Linked DNA regions of Astyanax mexicanus: region 2 is linked to region 1. A link is a contact called in public Hi-C data. All regions are on one chromosome and are shown on one strand. The core of a region is the stretch at or near the end of the contact, and the rest is flanking DNA. Distances in the headings are between cores, read along the strand shown.

Evidence for each region. A called contact is a pair of places that touch in the nucleus more often than the background predicts.
Region 2: a Hi-C map of muscle shows a contact between it and region 1, with 4 times the contacts expected there. The contact joins the promoter of kat6b here to the enhancer-like site in region 1. A contact is called at or near these places in 2 of 3 Hi-C or Micro-C datasets (both in muscle).

Annotation. Positions count from the first base shown.
Region 1 is chr7:37,957,970-37,964,953 of AstMex3_surface, reverse strand. All of the region lies in intron 3 of adka (adenosine kinase a), which reads right to left. Among protein-coding and RNA genes, the nearest start is that of adka, 22 kb to the right of the region's middle. Within about 2 kb of position 3,538, the one cell type or tissue checked has an H3K27ac peak away from gene starts, as active enhancers do.
Region 2 is chr7:38,199,303-38,206,286 of AstMex3_surface, reverse strand. It overlaps kat6b (K(lysine) acetyltransferase 6B), which reads right to left and starts at 4,258. Exons shown (of 17, transcript XM_007252265.4): 1 at 4,045-4,258.

The DNA.
Region 1 (6,984 bases), core at 2,289-4,788:
AGGGCATGGATAGATTGAACCCACTTCAAAAGGTAGTGTAAACCCATGGATGAGTGGATTTGAAATCAGTTTCACATCTTTGGTGCATTTAAACTGTATGGCCAATCAAAGTCAAAATATTACATATGGATATAAACTCCAATATGTACTCTAAACATGTATTTTATTCTAGAAAGAACGGCACAGTGTTGTTAATAAATATTAGAATTTATATTACTACTGCTAACATATATTAGTATCATACAAATATGCCTTTACAGAACATCTGGAACAATTATTTCAACACCAATCCAAGAGTGTTTCTTAAGGCCAAAATATTTTCCACAGTGCTGTTTAGCCAACAACCCCGTCACACCACGGTCCAGAAAGAGGTGCATTTGCGGCTCCCCCTGCTGGCAGGCACAGACGTGAGTGATGGGGGCCAGACTGCAGGGGGACCTGGAGAGTAACGGAGCACGTTCTGCTGTTCATCTATGCTCAAAATGAAGCATCAAGGGTACGGTGCGCGTCCCAGACAGCAGGCCTGCGGTCAGTTTTACGCGGCGGCTGGCGGTGGTTAAGGACAGGACTGGGATTTTTGAGGCTGATCCAAGAGCAACTGCACAGCGCAGATAAGTAAGCCGCTTAAACGTTTGAGGCGGTTCATCATAGCGAGCTGTGAACTCCATATGAAATATCCCAGACAGTCGCACTTGTAACAAGTGTGCGGAGCAAGAACAGCCCATACGCCGTCACTGCAGCGTTTAGCACAGGAGGAAGACAGACAGCCTGGCCGCGCTCCATCTTGGCTAGCAGCTAAGCAATTAGGGGCTGTGCAGCTTTCACAGGAGAACAAATAGACTTTTTGTAGAAATGAATCCTAATAACACAGAGGCCTTAACCTGGAACAGCGAGAGCGCCCGGTTTGCAGGCGGACTTGGCCAGAGGCCACCTAATGCACCTAAGTGGCAGGAGATCAATGTCCACACAAGAAAGGGCAAAGAGCAGCGGAAAAGTCTCACCGTGGCCATAAAAGCCAATGTTGCGTTTCTGCGCAGGACTGCAGTGTACACTTCAGGGGTGACGGCAGGGGGGGGAGGCGCGGAGGCTTTCCTGGCAACCAGGTTAGTGCGGCCGTAATTCACAGCACATAAATCCAACAGTCATAACATGGAGTGGATGGAATGATGATGGAGGCCCTCTTCCGCTCGCTGCCGAGGGACTGGGGGTACTGGGAGAGGGGCTTCGAGCGCGAGGGTTAGAGGCCGGACAGTGAGGCATTAAGCCAAATCACTCAGAGTGAGAGCAGGAGGCCGAGCGATCACAGGAGCTTATGGGAAATGAATCAGGTGGGAGTTGGAGTCAAAGCAGGAGCCGCCAGGGACCATCGATCTGGGCAGGAGAGCGAGCGAGAAGAATTCGCACTGGGATTCATGTCTGCAACAAGCCGCCAGCTTTTACACACTCCTTCAGGCCCATTTACACTCGTAAGCTAACAGTGAGGTCAGGGGTGGGAAGCGAAGCTGACCTCTGGTTGGGAAGGAGGTTTGAGAGCACTTAAGAGGAACTGGCAGCTAAAAGCTGGGAAAAATGTGTGCTAGCAAAGAGTGGACAGGTGTATAGAACACTCATGAAGCCAATAAACAAGAAGAAATAAAAAATGTTTAACAAAATGTTACAGTACTGTAGAGGGTTGAGGTTCAGTGGATACACTGGCGAAGAGAACACATAGTATGCAACATTTTCACAAATCACAGCTCAATGATTCCAGGGTGGAATGTGTGAATTAGTGGACCTGCATTGGGGAAACTGTAGTGAATTTGAGTACTGCTAGGGTAACTGTAGTTTTGTTTGTCCCCTATGAGGTCCAAAACACAATATAAACTAGATTAAGTCTAATGCGCATTGTTAAAACTGTACCTGGAACACAAGTGTTTAATATACATGATCATGCTCATTTATATCTCTATTCGTCTCTGGGGTGGTGTTAATAGTATAAAATATTTTCTTTCAAATTTCTTAGCAGTGAGTATTTTTTTCCTATAAAATGTCCTGAATGCATTTCACCATTAAAAAGCTTTACATCTTAACCATTTGCCATCAGGGAGCATATTCATAACTTTTTTAATGAAAAAAAACTTTAAAATACCAAACTCTTCAGACCAAATCTGTCAGGACAACTATATTTTTTATACGATGCACTGTTCCAGAATTTATTGCAATAAATGATAAATCTTTTTAAACCATCTGACACATTTTTAAAGCACAATAAAGAGCAAAAAAAATAATATTCGAACAATGGAATTCAAATATATTAGTTAAAAACCAATAAAATAAAAACACTGTTTTAAAACAAATATGTCACATTGGATCAGTCATGTTAAGGGGGTCTCCTAATTTCTGCTAAGCAAAAACAATGGCTAATACTGAAGTTAGCAAAAACTCCTTATACTGTATAATAAGTTAATAATACACAGACCTACTTTAGACTCAGATTCCTCTTATAATTACCACTGTAAACAAACCAGTCTAGAGTTTTTTGATAATGGAAAACTTCACCACCACCAAACACATATAAATAGCTGTTTACATTTTAACCATTTTATTATGCAAAAATTGTGAAAACACTATTTTATGTTTTGTCCCATTATGATTACAATTTAGAAGGCCAATTACAACAACCACCCATTCTCTAGAACTACCCAATCACTAGTAATGCCCTAAACACTAGGAAGGTGAAAAGCAGCATGTGATCCAAGTGAATTTAGACACAGCCCTTTTTTTCCCCCCCAAGTTGTCTGACGCAGCACCACTGGGTTGCCAGCTCTGATATATCCGCTAACAGATGCCTGTGCTGACCAGCGTTTTATACTAGGAGTGATGTGGGGAGAGCATGCCATCTACCCACCCCTGAAAGAGCAAAGTCATTGTTTTTTTTTCTTTCAAACTCGTAATGGTCTTAATGGCAAAAGCAGCATGATCCAGAACTTAGGCATTCAATCTGAAAGTGTTGGTGCTTTAAGAGTATTATTTCCATTTTTAAAGATTAAACAGGTCAATAATAAATAAGGTGTCTAAATAAGCTTCAAATCACATGGTAACAACAATTAAAAATACTGGTTACAAGGCATTTTCTCTTTTAGGAAAAACATATTTTTAGACTGGCTACTGTCAAGAGGGGAAGTGTCAAGAACAGAGCACAAAAGATTAATCGTAAGACCCCACGTCCAACTCTCAGAGCTAAGCATCCTTGCTGGTTTGGACTTCATGAAGTAAAAAAAATAAAATAAAAAATAAAAAATGTTGACAAAGCTTTCCAGCAGAAACACTGCTGAGTAAATGTACATACTGCAAGTGTGCACAATGTGCAAAGGTTTGTCCCCTCAAATGCACCATTTTTCCTCCCCAATCCCCAACACACCTGCAGTTTAGCTTTCAGAGTGCAGCGGCTCATTTTTCCACCCGCTCGCAAATAAAGAACAGCACACTCATCAGAACCAGCCCCATCTGAGCCACAGGAAACAGTCACACAAAGGCTTCCCGAGAGAGACGGACAGAGCGGCCGGGGGCTGCACAGCACTGAGGGGCTCTTCCAGGCTGAGCTGAGAACTGCTGCACTCTATTATCCTCATCATCATCATTAAACTGTCTATTATACTGTTTATTTAATATCAAACAACATCCAGGTTACCTTGCACTGTTAAAATGAACTAATGAAATGAAATCTACACGTATTCATATACACGTCCATTACAACACCACCATGCGTCTCCCTGTATCCACAGGCGTAAGTGGGTCATATGTCTGACGATTAACACATTTTTGCCTCACAACCAAATACCAGCTCTCCTTGCATAACCAAACAAGAAGAAGGTCTCCGCAACCTCTAAAGCTGCAGTATTAAACTTTGATGAGCTTACACTGCCATCTGCTGGACATCACATATAATACATGAGTGCTGAGACCCCAGAGAAACAGGAGATTCTCCCCCCCCCCAAAGAAAAGTGCACATTAACTGCATTAGTTTTATACTTAAACTATTTTTTTTTACGATGCATAGACACAGACTGAGGTAAACAAACATAACAGTATTATGGGAGATAAGAGAAATACCAATAGTAATACTAATACTAACATAAGTAACAATATCAGAAATAATTACAGTCTCAACATTGAAAAAGGAGCAAGGACAAATATCCCCTATATTAACCCTCCTATTATCTTTGGGATCAATTTGACCCCATTCAGTGTTTAAAGCCTCTGAATGAAATGGCTGGCATTAGTTTTGTGATTCATATTTATTGTCTTTTCTTAATATACCGAAGACAAAAATAATAATAATATTTCAAATATTTCAATTTTAATGTCTGTTTTTAAGGCCGTTTTATGTGCATAAAACATAAGAAATATTAATATTTACATTCATTTGTGAGGTATCTATGACATTCAGTTGTAGAATCTTTCTCTAAACATCTCTTTTTATTTTAAGGCCTTCACAACAGAATACTTATTATATATATTTAATACTAATAAAACATTATAATGCCAGAACCATTTAGAACATGTTTAATTAAATTAAATTACTGGGATCATTTTTATCTAGAGAATAAAGGGTATTAGCAAATATGAGGATAGTAGGAGGGTTATGAGTATGAGGTTACAGTGTTCTTGTATTTAAATATGTTTATTCTTATTTGTTTCTGGTGTCAGATCATCCATTTTCCTAATTGCTAGCAAACACCTGCTCTTAATCAGAACTGTAAAGTAATAATTGTATAGTATATAAAGTAGTCTAGCAATTTTGTCTATTGTTCAAAAAGTTGAGGGATCCATCTTACAATTTCTTAATTTTCTATCATCACTTTTTGTGCTTGCTCTCATCAGGAACTAAGTTAAATATCTATGACTATATAAACAATTGTCTATACCACCAAAATACACAGACATCCACACTTTAAATCATACTAAAAATGAGTTCCTGCAACAATGATCAAACAGACATGAGGAAATGTATCGTTATACAGATGTTTGCCATATATTTTGTCCAGCCCAACATTATTTATCTAACTTTAGCTACACAGATTAACATGCATCTAACCTTAGCTACAGTAAGTAACATACATACATACATATATATATACATACATATATGTATGTTACTTACGTAGCTAAGGTTAGATGCATGTTAATCTGTGTAGCTAAAGTTAGATAAATAATGTTGGGCTGGACAATATATATATATATATATATATATATATATATATATATATATATATATATATATATATATATATATATATATATATAGCGTAAGATAGCGTAAGTAACATATATCAAATCTCAGATAGCGTAAGTAACATATATCGAATCTCAGATGGTGTAAATAACATATATCGAATCTCAGCTAGTGTAAGTAAGTTACATATATCGAATCTCAGCTAGTGTAAGTAACATATATTGAATATCAGCTAGTGTAAGTAACATATATCAAATCTCAGATAGACAGAGTAACATCCATCTAACCTCAGCTAGTGTAGGTAACATATCTAACCTCAGATAGCGTAAGTAACATATATCGAATCTCAGCTAGTGTAAGTAACATATATTGAATCTCAGCTAGTGTAAGTAACATATATCGAATCTCAGCTAGTGTAAGTAAGTAACATATATCGAATCTCAGCTAGTGTAAGTAACATATATCGAATCTCAGCTAGTGTAAGTAAGTAACATATATCGAATCTCAGCTAGTGTAAGTAACATATGTCGAATCTAGTAAAATTAATCTAATGTCGGATAGACAGATTAACATATATCTTACCTCAGCTAACGTAAACAACATATATCTAATGTCAGCTATACAGATCAACAGCCATCAAACCTTGGCTAGACAGATTAAAATCTAACTAACCTCAGATAGAGTGATTATTATTTATCTAACCTTAACTAAACAGATTAAAATTCATATATTCTCAGCTAGAGTACCGGTAATATATATCTAACTTCAACCAGAGTGATTATTATTTATCTAACCTCAGCTAGACAGATTATCATCTATCTTACCTCAGCTAGAGTGATTATTATTTATCCAACCCTAGCTACAACAATTAACATCCATCAAACATCGGCTAGAGTGACTAGCATTTATCTAACATCTATCTGAAACTTGGCATGGTGAAAATAGGTTCATGTTTACCTGCTCCAGAGAGTCGTATTCTATTTGCAATATATGTCTTTACAGCGACTAGACAAGCTGTATGTGTACATTTGCATGTCTGGATTGTCAACAAGCAACTATGCAGAAGAACACTGAACATCTATTAAAGCAGATGAATCTATACAATATTAACTACAGCAGTTACCACCCATCTAAACACAACTAGAGTGGATAACATGTATCTAACCTTAGCTAGAGAAGTTAACATCAAGCTAACATCTGCTACAGTAGTTAAAGCTACACCTCACTTTGAGATAAACTCTGTTTTTCACAAGATGGCAGTGTTACATAACACAAAAGAATACTGCACGTACTGGTTGACTTATAAGCAGAGGCAGAAATTAAATCTACACTGGCAGCAAACAGCAGAGATTATCATCAGGGAATTATTTGTAAAGTGGTAGTTATAGAGACCTTATCACATCCCTGCAGTTAAAAACACTGCATCACACTATAAAATAGTTCTTTACTGGCCCACAGTCTTCTATAAAATCACCACAATCACAAAGTTAATACTGAGATACTATAAAAAGATTAGCATACAATGTAAACAGCAGAAAATGATATATTTGTATAATCAGGCCTGAATGAAATCTCAGGAGTCTGTTTGAGAGATTAACACTATTACACGGATAAAAGACGGGAGACATCCCATATAGAAAGTCTATCAAATTTCCTGAGTCATGAAGAGCATGCTAGGCCTCTCCACCTGTTGCTTACTGGCTGGACGCCTCTTTGCCAGGCCTGACCTCTGTTAAGGGCAGTGAGACAGTATTAAGCAGCCTTATCAT
Region 2 (6,984 bases), core at 3,009-5,508, 240 kb before region 1:
TCAAAGAATCTGTCCTCAAATACATGGTTTGGTACTTTATCCCCCATTGTGTGCAACTATGGGGCAGTTCACCAGACAGGGGATTAAGCCTAGTTTTGGACTAGAGATTTTAAAGGAAGAACATTAAAAGGAAAATATAAGACTAGTACAGACCATAGGACTAGGACTATGCTTAATCCCTGTAATGGAAACTGTCCATATATGAATAAGAGGGTAAAGCAGTAGGGCTCGAGCTAAATAACTAAGCTAAATCAAGGAAAAAAGGAACAGTGCTGCGAGCAGCCAGCAGGTGACACGCAGTGTACAATTTCCTCAGAATTCCTGCGCTCAACACTGACGGCTAGTGCCGTGTGTAACTGAGGGGAGCGATAACCCCACACCCACAGACATTAACTATATCTATAACCTGAGAGGAATGAGACAGAAATAGTGACTAGACTGACCCTCAGACCGCTGTTTACTTCCACGGGTAATCCTTAAACTCTTTTAGCACAAGAGCGAGCATAACGGCGGTGCTGTTAGCGCTAAAGGAAAACATATAACGTTAGCTTCACTTCGCCACACCAAACACGAAGCTCGACATTGTACGTTAGGAGTAGGTTAAGCTTTTTAAAATGTAAATACTTTATCAACACGGTTGTACCACCAACTTGCCTAGTTAGTTAACTAGTAAACCAAACTAGTTCACTGTGTAAAGTTAACTAACCTATCTGGTTTCTAACTCAAACAACAGCTCAGAGGAAAAAGCTAACGTTACCTCTACAACTACATTGAGACAGGTTCAGCTGAGCTAACAGCGTTAACTATACAGCAGTTACAGCAAATCAATCAAAGCGACTACAGCTAGCAACTTAGCTTAGCTCATTCGTACAACAAAGCTGTTGTTTATTGCTCTGAGAGGAATGACATAAGCTATAAAAGCCCAGCTGACTGTTAAACACACACACACAGTGTATTGCGGAGCTATTCATCGTTGGACACTTAAGATAACCTATCTAGTGTCAAATTAACAAGCTTGTTTTGACTGTGGTGTAAGCTAGTTTACCAGTTTGACAGTGTAACTTACAGTCAAAAAAACACAGCAATGAGTAACGTTAATATACCCACTGTGCCACATCCAAAATGCCCTATTGAATTGTGATACCCTGTCAAAGCATGCTTGCTAGCTGGCATGGAATAACTTGCTAGCTATTTTTATAGGTCAAGCTGCAAAGCTAAATAAACCAGTAAGTTAGTTAGAAATATGGGACATTTCCACAGACAAAAATCAATCATAAAATCAGGAGAAAAAAAAATAGCTAGCTCGCAATTCACACTTTTGTAGCTCACACTCAAGCCAATTTAAACAGCAAGCTCAGAACCTATAATACACACGGGAGAAAATCTATAGAGAATAATTACAAAAACACATGAAAACGTTCAAGGATTGAGGATGCCGCGCATGCGCACAGTCGAAGCTCACATTTCGACAAGTATTAGACAGAACTCGACAGAACACCAGCTTTATTTTTTTTCCACACGAAGAAAAACTAGACAAATTAGCCAACATGCTAAGGCTTAGCTAATATGCTATTTAGCTAAACACCACCAATCTCGCTAGCTTAGCTTAGCTTATTTTAGCTTAGCTTAGCAGCAATTCCACATACCCTCACAGTAAGCTTGTCAAAAGCTAACTTAGCTAGCGTCAACTCTCTAGCTTTCTGCCAAAAGGTGTTGAATCCAGATCCCGAACGTGTAAATCCACTACAACATTTTCTTTCTAGGTTTAAACTGTCTAGAGTCCCCCGACTAAGCTCAGCTGTTCTGCAGGCAGATGGAGCGAAATCTAGGGGTGGGTTTGTACTCTCTGGATCTGGAATCGCCACCTTTGGTGGAAAGCTAGCCAAAGCAAAGCAAACCCAGCGCCGCCGCGGGCTAGCTAACTTAGCGTTAGCTAACAGGCTAGCTTGCTAAATGAGTCTATGGTTTATGACTACTTCCGACAGATGACTATCGATAATTTATGATGAGAAGTAAACGCTCCGAGACAAGAGAGGGATAAACCAACCTCACTCCTCAACACTTGAACGCTCCTCAGAGGACAGGGAGACAGAAGGACAGGTGACTTGCTGCGCTGGCTGCTCCTTACTGCTGCTGCTATTGCTGCTGGCCGGTCGCCTTACTAAACAGACGCCATTTTGTTACAATGTTGTAGTTTACATGAATCCGACATGACACTGATTACAACCCAATGGAGTCTCATTAAACCTCACCTTCACAGCCACGGCTCCTCCCAAGAAACTTTAATATTGGCTAGAAAGGGCAAACGCCGATCCCTGGTTTGATAACGCGGGTGTCAATCACAGAGAAGCGGTTCAGCCTCTCGAGGAGTCGATTGGCTTCATAATCTGCCAATAAATCACTTGACCCGCCTTTTAAGGTAACCCGTGCTACCACCTTAACCCTGCGAAGCGGTGTTCTGGCAAGTTCTGCTACCTTGTCAAACCGCGCTACCCTGGAGTGTAGGCTATTTAAATGTAAAAACAAAAAATAGATATAATATGTATTTAAAGCAGGACATTACATTAGAACATTATTACATTAGAACGTCTATGTTCTAATGTAGTCTATATGGGATATTTAACCAGCCTAAATCGCGTTAGTTATAAAGTTAACGTAATAAACTGTGTTTAATATATTTTTTATTATTTTAAATATGAATTTTATTATTATTTATTGCCACTTACACTTTTGTAACACTCATAAGCAGTTAATGACAGTAAGCTCTGGTTGTTTAATAGTGAGAAACTATAATGATAAAATAATTATCACGAAAAAAACACCTAAAAACTGAAAATAATATGGATCAGCGCATGCGCCCTGCCGTAAGAGGCGCGTATCGATGGGTAACAGACCTCGACAGTACACCGGCGACTCTCGCCTCGCTTGGGAAAGGGGAGAAACTCTGAATTCTGGCAACGAGGCTAAGAAAACATCTGTTTTTCCACATGATGTGTGAGATTTACACTGCGGCTGCGATATTTAGCCAAGGTTAAATCATCCACCGTCCACGCAAGTCCACCTTAACTCCTTGAAGCGAGGCTCCTCCTCACGAGAATGAACCTAACCTAGCCAGCGCTAGGGCACATCAAGCGAGACGTAGCTGGCTATTTTATTTATTTTAATGGTTTTAATCATGATGTAGTTAACTGTGATAGATCAGCCTGTCGTTAAAGTGCATCAGAATCGCATTACATCACTTCGCATGAGCCACATAGCGTTAGCTAGCTAACTAACTTAGCTTAGCCAACTAACTAGTCTACAAGTCGTAGCTATCTATCTAACGTTATTTGACATACAGCCACACTTTAACACTTAAAACAAGTATCTTAGCTATGCTGGGTTAGTTAATGTTTAACTAGTTGGCTTAAAATGTGTTAAAAATAGGCTGTTATAGAGTGACTGTAGCTCATGATAAACTCATAAATCTCTCATAAAACATTTCTGACAAGATTATCCATCAAGGGGAGGTTTGACACGGCTAATGTGTGTAATGATGTCGGATCTAACACACTGCTGTCCTCGCTGGATCTAAGCTGCTCCTCCAGGGCTGCTACAGCTATAGCCGCTGCGCTCTATCTCACAGTCTGTATGTCTGTCTGCAGCCTCAGCCTCGCTGCATCCAGCCTCGCCGCGAGCCCGCGAGCTCCGGCTCAGCCACCCCGCTCCGCGCGCGGCTCTGGGCTCGCTAGCTAATGTGCTCCGGCTCCGGCTATTGAAAACAGATAGCATCTGGAAAATTCCATTTACGCGTGTCAAGCAGTGTAATCTCTGCGATTGATCCCAAATCCATCCACTCACTCACTCACACACTCACTCGATCGCTCGGTAACATTCACATACACAAACACACACTCTCTCACACACACTCAAACACTCACACACTCTCACGTCAAGTTACATCGCTCACGGCAAACTTGAACGATTAAAACATTTATAGCTAATTAAGAACTCTGAAGGCAGCAGCCACGCGGCCGCAACCGGGCTCTGTAACAGCTCTGTTACCTTTAAGTTCCTGGCGCGGTTTCTCTCTCTCCCTCTCTCTCTCTTTTTCTCTCTCTCCGCTCCGAGCGGTTGTGCGTTTATTGGAAACAGCGAAAAGGCGTAACGAGGTCAATTAAAATCCAGCGTTTGATCGGGCAGAATAAAGGCGCGCGGAGGCACAGGGAGCCTGATAACAACTAATTGAAAGGTTAATCTACATGGGAGTGTGTAACAAAGTAGTACCTCCCCTTTCAGCACTCCATCAGCACAGAGGAGGACTCGCTGGAACCGCCATGTGACATCACATCGCTCACTGCAAAACAATGTACATTGTTTCAAATTACATGGCAGGGGTGGGAAAATACACACACACACGCGCGCGCTCACTTTCAGGATACACACTCAATAAAAATAAAAGGAAAGGGAAAGTTTTAATAGAGGGCTAAAAAAATATAATGATAATAAATATGTAGAGGATAATAAGATTAATAAATTAAGATAACTAATAAATTGCTATGATTCTAATTATGCTGATCATTATTATTTTTTTATAATTATATGATTATTATTATTATGTTGAATATAATATAACTGATAAAAATAACAATAATAAGTAATATAATACAGGAAATTGACAAATCCTGCACCTAACAGCTGGGGTTATGCATAGGGCTCAGCCAGGATCTACTACTCACTCAACTAACAACAATAGCAAAACCACCACAATCTGATACTGGCTCGACAAGAATCCAGAAGCACAGCCTAACACTATGTTCATGGTCCATTGCCTCAACTGCCAAGTAACAGACCTACCAAAAAATAACCTATGAACAAACAGAATCCCTCCTTAATCTAAGCTCACTTCCTTTAACTATGGCAACAACACACTTACCTAAGCACAATCACACACAATAAATCACATTATAAGTTGCGTGAGCAGAACACAGCAACCACTACCATCTGATACTGGCTCGACAAGAATCCAGAAGCATAGCGAACTATGTTCATGGTCCGTGCCTCAACTGGCAAGTACTCAGACGTCTACAAAAACTCATGAGACAAATTATTACAAGAGCAGGACCACACCAATCCCCTTCATCCAAACTCTAACACAAACTTCAGTGCAAGCTCTTCTCAGGGGTCATCAGGCAGGCACCTTCCTTCGTCAGTGTTTCGCTGAATTAGGCCCACGACACCTCCAGAAGGCTCAACAGTGAAGTCTGGCGTCCCAGACCCATAATAAAAATAATAATAATAATAATAATAATAATAATAAATGTGGTATTACTACACAGCGAAATAGCTTCATAATAACACTAATACTACTAATAATAATAACAAGGATAAGATTAATACACAACAGTAAAGCTGCTTTGTGACATTTGCTGTAAAAAGTGATATATAAATTAAATAGAATTGAATCATAAGTATTACCATAAGTATAATACCATTAATTATAATAATCACCACAGCCATCATCATCACCACCCCCATCACCTCTATTATAATCATTATCATCATCATCATTAATATAGCAACCTTTACCACACACACATCTTTACATGGCAATTAATTAATCTAAAAAAAAAGGTCTTCATGGGCTCTGCAGTAAAATTTTAAAGAACCATTTGTATGCTTCTTTATGTGGTTAATTACCCTGCCTGGTTACACACTAATATTTTGTTGGACCACACATTAATTGGGACATTGTTTCGATAAGCTTCTGCACAGATTCTCAATGGAGTTAAGGTCTGGACTCTGTGGTGGCCAGTCCATGTGTGAAAATGATGATCTCATGCGTCCTAAATCACTCTTTCACAATTCCACTCGTAGGCTGTTGAAGTGGCTGTTTAGCTGACTCATAAATGCTCCTAGGAAATCCTTGCTGTGTGTGGGTGAGGATTATTCTATTAAAAAATGGCAGTTAAAAGTCCTGCCTTGAGAAGCAATGCCTGTGGCTGCAGGATGTCCTGCACATATCGAAGAGTTTTTTGTCACCTAACATATCATTACAATGGGAAATTTGCATCACAGCTGTCATAACGTAATGCGAAGTTGCACAAGTGTCTGCTGAAAAAAAATGAAAAGAATCCTGAGATAAGCTTATGTTTTAATAGTTGCTTTAATTAAGGCATTTGGTAAGCATACTTGCTTAAATCAAACATGGTGTCAATAGAATATCATTATTAACTCATTATTAACAATTATAACTACTTTCAGAGACTTTATGAATAAGCCCACAAGCCAATAAACCTCTAAGTTAGTTGCACCAAATAATAGATCCTACTGGAGTGTAAATCAGCGCTGTAGTGCAGGGCTTCACAGAACACACACGAACATGCACAGAAGTTAAGTGTTAGATTAGTTTTGCTGAAAGCCAATAAACGCTCCTGCCAGTGTGTAATTGTTTCCCCTGTGGATCACGGTTTATTTAGTGCTACATTTGTTTCAGTTTAAGGCACAACAAAAAGGTGGTACGTTCATTATACTGGCCATATTTCAAACCTGCTGCTACATTATATTGTTATGGCTGGGCTCTAGAGCGTGTGAAAGTTTTCGTTATGAATACTCTGTAAACATCTAAACCTGCGTGATGCGTTGCTGTGTGTAAAATCAGCTTCTGTAGAAAACGGGTTTATAGGATCATAGTGGAACAAATGTGCATAGTTTGTAATCAAACTATATGGACAAAAGTTTTGGATTGGTTGCTTAATTAATTGTTTTTTATGAAATCAGGGGTATTAAAAAGAGGTCATCCTGCTTTTGATAAAGTAACTATCTCTACTGTCCAGGAAAAGCTTTCTACTAGATTTTGGAGCATTGCTTTGAGAGCATTAGTGACATCGGGATGTCTGATGATCATCACCCCACCTCATCACCAACTCAACTCAACTGCCTAACTCTCCAATTCACCTGCAGCTTAAAGTAGAACAAGGCAAAACAACAAGACAAAATGACAAG